Regions from separate parts of the Mus musculus genome. Here region 2 is linked to region 1. A link is a contact called in public Hi-C data. All regions are on one chromosome and are shown on one strand. Each heading gives the region's core, a stretch centred on a gene start, on an enhancer-like site or on the middle of the called end of the contact. The rest is flanking DNA. Distances are from core to core; before and after follow the strand shown. Region 1 overlaps Pvt1 (Pvt1 oncogene). Region 2 has its middle 16 kb from the start of Gm41335.

Region 1 (4,462 bases), core at 508-3,007:
TGCCCTGTCTCCTCCTTGAGTTGCTACCTTTTTGTTCTTTTAGACTATGTGTCTCCTCCCCAAGTGTCTATCTTAACTCACCCAGACAGGCCATTTCCGGAAACCTACCTAATCTGGAAGATATGGAGTGCTCACAAGATATCTTAGAATTCTGGTCCAAAGGTGGGTGGCGGACACTAACATGGGGACAATAGAGGGGATAGAGTACCACAATGGATTAGGGAGACAGGGTGATATGTTTGAATTTGGCACATGTCTAAAGCAGGCGGTAATGCAGATTATTCTCTGAACTGCATTGAGAAGGGGGAAAAGAGTTGAGAGGCCAGCTAAGGAAAGATCAGAGAGAAAGATGATCGGGTCAGGGGAAGAAAGGAGGTGAAAACCTAAGCAGGTGACCTAGAACTGCTATGAACTGTGCAGCCACGATTTCATACACCGATGCTCAGAAGAATTGCACACAACCAAGTCAGAGAGGAAGAAATGCATTTGACAAGAGGCCAAGGGGAAGAAAGATTGCCATGACCATGAAGAGGGGCTTGGGGTAGCCCAGCCAAACTCCCAGCAAGCAAGGCTCAGCTCCTCTCTACACTCACCTATTCTCCTGCTCCTCCACAGAAGGGCCCTGAGCACACAGAATCAGCAGCAGCAGCATGCGCTGTTCTCATCCCTTGGCTGAAGACACTGAGGAGAAAAGGAAATTTATCTTTCCTTTTCAAAACGGATCCAAGTGAGATATGCATGGTCAACAGAAGGGTGATATAATTACTAACCAGGCAATTTTACTTCTGAGACCTCCGCACTTGAGTTTGTTAACATGTTATCTTCCATCTTAGCCCACAGTCCCAACAATAACTTCACTGCAGCCTCCTCAGCCTCCCCTTAGTTGGTCTCAGTCCCATAAAGGTAACGGTCATACCGCTTCCCACTGCAGCATCCTTGTAACCAGAGACGGTCCAGGCAGGGGGCAAGGAAAGAATAAGACTAGGTAAGCATCAGTACTGCTCATGCTCAAATAAAGACATGGGCTTGGGACTCCCACTGAAGCCTGGTACCCAAAGGAGCATCCATGGGCATTTTGAACCAAGTCCACATGGTCAAACAACAGAGTATGTTTACTCCATGAGAAAGTCTTCATCTGAAGACTTCCACATGGGCATCTGCAGGTCATAGCACCAGAACCTTCTTTTCTACAAAAGCCACAGCTGTCCCCTAATATAGCTTTTATATAGTTTTTTTTTTTAACTTGGTACTGACCAGGACTTGATCATCCTAGCAACTCATGTCAGAACCTTACATTGACAGATCCATGTATATAACATAAAGTGTTCTGCAGAGGAAGGAACGGGATACAGTAGAGAGCATGCTACTGTTGGATGTGTTGGATATCAGTGGGTTAAACCACAGGATCTTCTCTTGTCAGGGAGACATGGCAGTGTTTGGAGACCTTTTCATTCACAGTTCATAGCCACCATGACAAGGAAATGACCGCTGTCTTGTCTTTACAGAATACAGGTGAACCTGGTGTTTGGAAAGGTTTAAGTTAAGCCCAGGTATTGGGACTCTGGGACTCCAAGTCACAACAAATGCTCAATAAATATTACCTGCTGCTTCTAGTTATTGCTGTTGTTCTTAAAGAAACACACTTGATAGGTATTTGAACTGCACCAATTTACTCTGAGTAACTTGCCCTTAAGTCAGTGTACAGTGTGAGCAGCAGAGGCTTCCAAAAGGCCAAAGGCTCTGCTGAATTTCAAGGTCAGTGCTGTGTCCACAACTGCCATGCTACCAGTCACCCATGCCAAGGATCCTCCCACACTCCAGACTTGTAGCCAGGAAACAACAGACATACTTCCTGCAATTCCTTGGTGGTTCTTTGTGCGGCTTTTTGAAGCTTTTGTGTTCTCTAATGTGCTGGGCTGGGTGGACAGCGCCATCATGATCAAAGACCCAGCTGGCAGGTATGCCAACCCCGTATACGCTGCCAGCCACCAGGCACCAGCTGCCAGCTGCCAGCCACCAACCACCAGCCACCTGCCACTGGATCCAGGAAGAGTCAAGGGGGGAGGTATTAGGCTTCACAACGGCTCCAGGTGCTATCCCAGCCACAGGCTCTGCCTTGCAACAGCTGAAGTGTGCCTATTCCAGGTGTGCCAGGCAGGAGCTGACATTCAAGCAGCTCCTAGACCAGCAGTGGCTGGCAGATCACTGGCAATGTGATGGCTTAAGGAAACTTAACCTTCTGACTGGGACAAATGAGTTCAAGAGGGCCCGAAGGGAGAGTGCAGCATCCTTCCACAGGCCCAAGTTCACAAGTGCCATACTTAGTCCCAGGCAGGTTGGGGCCAAGGGGTTCTAAGATAACCATCACTGAAGCATATGCTAGTGAAAGGCTATGTTGTATTACATGAGGAATTCTGCAAGAAATTGGGCCGGAAAGGGCTCAGAACATCTATGGTGGTTTGAATGAGAAATAGTCCCCATGACCTGAGGCATTTGAATGCTTGGTCTCCTGGTGCAGTTTGGGGGACATTTATGAGGTTTGGACTTTTGAAGGAAGTGTGTCATTAGTAAGCTTTGAGAGTAAAGGGACCTGAGTCATTTCTAGCTCCCCGTACCCCTTCTCATTGTGTTTGCAGATCGAAATGTGATCCTTCATATCCTGTCCCTGCCTTTGCTGTGCCACCGCAGATGGACTCTCACCCTCTAGAACCGTAGGCCCCAATATATGCTATTTCCTCTGCGTTGCTTTGGTCATGGTATTTTATCACAGTAATAGAAAGGTAACTACCGCATTCTATGTTCATAGCTCCTAGTAGAACAGATACCCATTTGCATTAAGTGTCAAAAAAGGGAATGGGGAACTTCCTAGAACTCAGATGCTTGCTGAATCTGCCTCTGGGAACCCCAGAGACCTTCATGGAGAAATTCTGGGTGTCAGCTATTCCTCTAATCACCCTGAAAATCTTGAAGATGTATATCACAGCATCTGCTTTATCAGTTAGATGGATAAGGAAAGTCTATTGGCTGTCACATTTTCCACATAGAAGAAACATTTATAGATAAGAAAAAAAAAATCACCTAAGGTCAAATGGCAAACCAGGCTCTAACACAGGAGCTCATTTCTTATTTTTTATAAACACGTATGAGATCCACATCACATGGAATAAGACTATTAAATGAGTGATATACATGTCTGAAGTGACAATAAATACAGAAATGATTACGCACACACATACACACATACACACATACACACACACACACACACACACACACACACATACACACACACACCTCCCCCACTATAGATAGTGCATGTGTGTATCTTTGTGCCCGTGACTACATATATTAGCAAATGTGTTTCTTAAAAGTTTTGTTCTGCCGGGCATGGTGACGCACACCTTTAATCCCAGCACTTGGGAGGCAGAGGCAGGTGGATTTCTGAGTTCGAGGCCAGCCTGGTCTACAAAGTGAGTTCCAGGACAGCCAGGGCTATACAGAGAAACCCTGTCTCAAAAAACAAACAACAACAACAACAACAACAAAGTTTTGTTCTTGCTTGTCTGAATTTCCTAAATTATAGAATGAGTATTTACTGCTTTTTTTTTTTTAAGTTAAACAGTAAGAATGGAAGTTCTACTTCCTTTTCTCAGCTGGATCTCTGACTGGGAGCACAACAAGGATCTAGAGAGTGCAGCGGAGCTTCTGTACTGTTTCCTATGCTCTTGACCATTTCTTTCTATGCGATGATGCACCATGCGACACCTAGGATGATACAGTATCACTGTAGAACTCACATAGAGTAGCATTGCCAGCTGCTGTTCTTTGTAGAATGCTTATACTGGCCTAGCCCATAGTACCTCTTTGTCCATCGCTAGTGTCAATCAATGTACTGGGTGAATGTCCATGTACAGAAGAGGAAAATGAGGCATCCTTGTCTCCTCACAGTCACAGAACCCAGCCAGCTCATTACATTCCCACTGCCAGAGATCCTTGGTGGAGACAGGCTGTGGACTGAATGGCGTGGGTAAGAGAAGAGAGAGGGTTTACTCATGGAAGGAGTAGTTCCCAGAAAGGATCAAGACTATGGGAACAGCCCCAGCCAGCAGCCCCAGATGGTATGTTCATGCCAGCTGAGGTGAATATCTGGGCATTTCTGTCCAGGGCCTCAGGGTATCCAGGTGTGGGAAGCCACCAAGACAGGAAGCAGCTACCAGGACCCTGATACCCAACCTTCATGATTGGCCAGCTTGGTTGGCTGCCTGTCAGGACTTCTAAAGGGTGAATGAAGAGGCTGGCTAAGTCTGCCTGAAACCAAGATGCTTAAACAAAGGGAGGCCACTGTGGGCTAAGCTGGCAGAAGTCCATGGCGGGGACAGAGGGCAGGAAACAAGAGTCACAAAGTAAGAGGGGGAGGAGGGGAGGCGTGTACAAGGTGCTATCTGCGTTGGGCATTCTCTGC
Region 2 (4,462 bases), core at 1,227-3,726, 1.1 Mb before region 1:
TTTCCATAAGCATATAGCTTGTCTCTAGTAGGACTGAAATGGCAATATAGAGGCTCTAGTTCCAAAAGCCCTTAGTGTACCCCTTCCCATACTGCAGGTCTTATTTAGAAAGGCTGAATAAAACAGGGCTCTAGAGTACAGAAACACAAGATGAGCAAGAGACATAAATTTGGAAGCCATCATATTAATCATCCTAGACTGTAAAATTTCAGTGGTTTCACAGAGCAAATGCAATTTCTTGCTCATACTAGCCATCAGGAATGCACAAACTTGTTGATTTTTAAAGGGAGTTTCCCTTTACGTATTGACTCTAGAGTTCTGAGTCTTCCAACCTTTGTGCCTACTACTTCTTGGTAACTTCTTGGCATCTCTTTTCCCTTTCTCTTTCTGCAGGTAATTGATAAACTGAAGTAGAGTAGAAGATTTTAATGCCAAGGCTAGAGGGAATATACATTACTCCTTTTTAAAATTACAGTGTACAGGACAATTCATGTGGTCCCAACTGACCACTCACATTTATGGATGGGGTAGAATGAAAATTAGGAGATCTCACTGAAACATATGTAATTATTCAAGTCCCAGAGTGAATAAATATAGAATTAGAAATGTGGCTGAGGTCAGAGAATTGACAAGATCTTTATGGTAATGATGATGATTAATAATAGCTAAAACATTTAGAGCACTTACAGTATTCCAGGCTTATATGCATACATTAATTCCTGAAATCCTTATAAAAGCCCTTTGATGTAATGGTATTATTATATCTTTTAATATAGACCAAGGAGTAAAGAGCAAGTAAATAACTCTCTTGAGGTCACAGACTTCTAAGTGGCAGAACAAGAATTTGAATGTAGGGCGTCTGCTTCCAGAGTCTGTGAGTTTAACTGATGTCATATGCTACATAATTATTAACTTCAAATACTTGAAGAATGTCACATTAATATGTAAGTATCTTTGCTATGAGTTCCCAAGGGATAGAATTATAACTAACAAATGGAATGGAAATGATGGCAGTGCTCAGCCCAGAAGAAGGAAGTGCTTTCTAAAAGGAGCTGTCTCAAAGGAAGCAAACTGCAGCCTGAGATAGTGCAATCTTCATCAGCGGAGGTGCCCAAGCATACTAAGAGAAAACCCTTGATAAGGATGCCAATCCAATCATCCAGTAGAGATCCAATCATCCAGTGAGTGCTTCAAGGAGATAACCACTATTCTTCTCGAATATTCAAGAGTTGGAAAGTTTTGCAAATACATGCTTGCCAAGATTTCCTGAGGAGTGTAAACTTTCAGAATTAGTGTCTCAAAGTAAGTTCTAAAAGCTGTATCATCCAAGAACTGGACCTGAAGCTAGCTAGAACAGTGAGTTCTCAACCTTCCGAATGCAGTGACCCTTTAAATAAAGTTCCTCATGTCGTGGTGACCCTCAAACGTAATTTTGCTACTGTTATGACTAGCAGTATAGATATTGGTCTTTGGGGGTCATGACCTACAGGTTGAGAGTCATTGAGCTGGAAGGAGAAGGCTGGGGAGGGTGTAGAATAAATAATTCCTTACCTTTGAATCTTAGCAGTTTACTTAGAAGCAAAGGCTCATGGTTGTGTATTGACAGAGGGCCACCTATAGAATTCTAACCTGGAGATGAGCCCATGATTTGTACATGGTAGAAGATCTCCATTTTGGCTCAGTAGTACTGGCTCTCTGCTCCAGAAGCCTCTGTTTCTATTTTATAAAAGTGGTTTCCCAGGTTTAAGACTTATCTGAATCAATGGGAGAGCTCAATAAACCAACTGCACCTTCTCATTCAGTGCATTGAGGCTAGAGCTTGCAAACTTTCCTACCCCAGTGCTGTTCTTGCCTCTGCTTTCACCTTTTAGGAGACTACTCTCTGGGAACCATTGCTCTAACAGGGGCTTCTGGTTCAATACCATAAGCCTTTGTTTATATGTCTAGCTTCTCCTTGCTTATCTTTGTTTTACCCCCACCTAACCCACCATGGGTTTCTTGATAAAATTTTACTGAGGAAATGCATTGAAAGAAATATTAGTTTTCTAGAAGTTCAAAGAGGGGAAAGAAATCATGGGAATCTTTCAGAAGAGAAATCCTGTGTTGTCACCTTTCACATAGCTGGAAGCATGACTCATGCAAAGACATGCCTATCTTTGCTGAAAAGCAAACACAGACACACCAGTTTTGTGTGTCCTGGAATGTGCATCAGAGACGTCTCCTTATCACCTCTTCCTCATTCTTTTTCTGTCTCTTTAAATAGATGGTCACCACCACTTCATGCAAGGAAAGTATTATTTAGAGTGTGGAATGCAATTTGCTTCTTCCCAGAGTTAGTTCCCTTCGGACTGTCTTTGGATGAACTTTGCAGTCTTCACTGAAGGGGGAACCCTTTCCCACTGTTCTCTGGGAGAGCCACGGCTTTGAAGTCACAGCTGGCTTGACTAAACTCATTTCCTCCCTCCACAATGTGCCTCTGATGCAGTGTTGGCTGAGGCTCCCCCTTGCCGGCTCCTGCTATTGAACCAGACCCAAGTGCAATGTTTAATGTGAGTGTTTGGCTTGGCTTGAATTTGGCCAAATCATCTGTACTTCGTTTCATTTGAAAGCTCTACTTTTTTTTTCCCTCCCCGTTTCTCTCTCAAATAGTTCATTCCAGATGTTTTTGATTTGTCTTTCTGTGGTCCACTCCACCCAGTTCCTAAATCAGTAAATCATTTTCATGCTTCTTCCAAAATCTAAGCAAAGAGAAGTGCTCAATTAGAAAGAGCAACTGATTATTGGTTCCTTAGGCTTCAGTGTGGCTCTTTTCTTCAGGAACTACATTTCCAAGGTAGGAGAGAATGTGACAGAACATGTAGATTCCAAATTCCTAGCATTCAGGATCAGAGAGTATGCACAATAGGGATGTGTACATAATATGAACATCCAATTTTATTGCCTAGTTCAAGGCTTGATAGCACTGTTCTTGTTTGAATGCTTTCTGTGACTCAAGTGCACATGGAGACACCCATTCTATGAGCTTATGTGTATCCTTACATGACAGAAATACTAACTAATCAAGATCCCAGCAATTTTCTCATGGTGATGGAGGCAAGGGTAAACAGATGGAGCTAAGATGCAGGGAATGGTTATTTTATTGTCATTATAAGGAGTGAGGGCCTTATGAGAAAGTCCCATATCTGACAGATTAGGGAAGCTAGAAGGAGAAAAATTGCACACATTCAGAGTTTCTCAGAGTTTAAGAATTTACAAAGAAACTCTTGGATGCAACTAGGTGATAAAGTCAGATGAAATATGGGGAAAATGCTGTAAGGTGCTGGAGAAATGGATAGGTCAGCAGTTTAGAGCACTGGCTACTCTTACAGAGGACTCAGGTTCAATTCCCAGCACCTACGTAGTAACTCACAAATGTTTGTAATTAGAATTTTGTGGATATGACTCCTGACTTCAATGAGCACCAGACATAATGTCATAATGTACTACACATGCACACACACACACACATACATCACACACACATATATCACACACACACATCACACACACAGAAAAAAATTACATACAGGCAAATCACTCATACACATAAACTAAATAAATAAGTTAAATAAATAACTACCTAAATAAGATTTCTTTAAATAGTTTTAAGAAATTTTGATGTGATGTGAATGAAATTTCTCTGACAAATTTACAAATGACTCCAGTGAAGACCTACGTGCCCTCTAAAATCTTTCCTAAAGATGATGTAAGTTCTCTTTTGAACTTGATGTTAATATGAGACTTACTGTTCAGAGTACACCAATAATAGTTTATGCTACTTATTTTATTTCATGCTTTTATTCATTTATTTACCATATGACACCAGATTATAAAAGTATGCAAATAGCTTTTAGAGGTATACATATGCTTATTTATATATTAATTTAGAAAAGAAAGTTCTAGTTATTTATAGAATAATATATTTATTTAGGATAGCAATTTTAACTTGTACGTACCATCCCTAACAATGAGTATAGTACACAATCAACTTTAGGACCACAATTAGATAGTGAAGATCATGCAAAGTGAATATAATAGTAAAATTTATAACTGATACAGGAAAGGAATATGACTCATGAAATTCAATAAAAACATAGCTTCAGTTTGAACATTATATCTAATGATATTATTTGACTTCTGAGATCAGTTGTCCAGGACACTTCTGGAAAATGTTGCCAGATTGTAATCTGAACATAATTACCTATAAGCAACCATTTGCTTATTTTATCTTTCAAAAATTTATAACAAAATATCCTGTGAGTATACAATACAACCTGTGTAAATATAAGTTAAAATTCTAGTCTTGATTCAATAATAAGACCTCTCTTCACATCTCTCTCACTAAGTTGGGTAACTTAGATGTATAAAAGAATGCAAGGATAAACCAACACTTCATCAGTTGCCCAGTCTTTTTCTTTTTCTT

What was found. Hi-C and Micro-C count contacts between places; a contact is called where the count stands out from the background.
Region 2: a Hi-C map of uterus shows a contact between it and region 1, with 4 times the contacts expected there. The contact joins two enhancer-like sites. A contact is called at or near these places in 2 of 484 Hi-C or Micro-C datasets (stem cell-derived neural stem cells and uterus).

What each region holds. Positions count from the first base shown.
Region 1 is chr15:62,210,031-62,214,492 of GRCm38.p6, reverse strand. The region is part of intron 2 of Pvt1 (Pvt1 oncogene); the gene reads right to left. Among named protein-coding and RNA genes, the nearest start is that of Pvt1, 170 kb to the right of the region's middle. Within about 2 kb of position 1,757, at least 24 of the 459 cell types and tissues checked have an H3K27ac peak or open chromatin away from gene starts, as enhancers often do. A contact at or near this core is called in uterus, where this site is marked.
Region 2 is chr15:63,338,580-63,343,041 of GRCm38.p6, reverse strand. No RefSeq gene overlaps it. Among named protein-coding and RNA genes, the nearest start is that of Gm41335, 16 kb to the left of the region's middle. Within about 2 kb of position 2,476, at least 70 of the 459 cell types and tissues checked have an H3K27ac peak or open chromatin away from gene starts, as enhancers often do. A contact at or near this core is called in uterus, where this site is marked.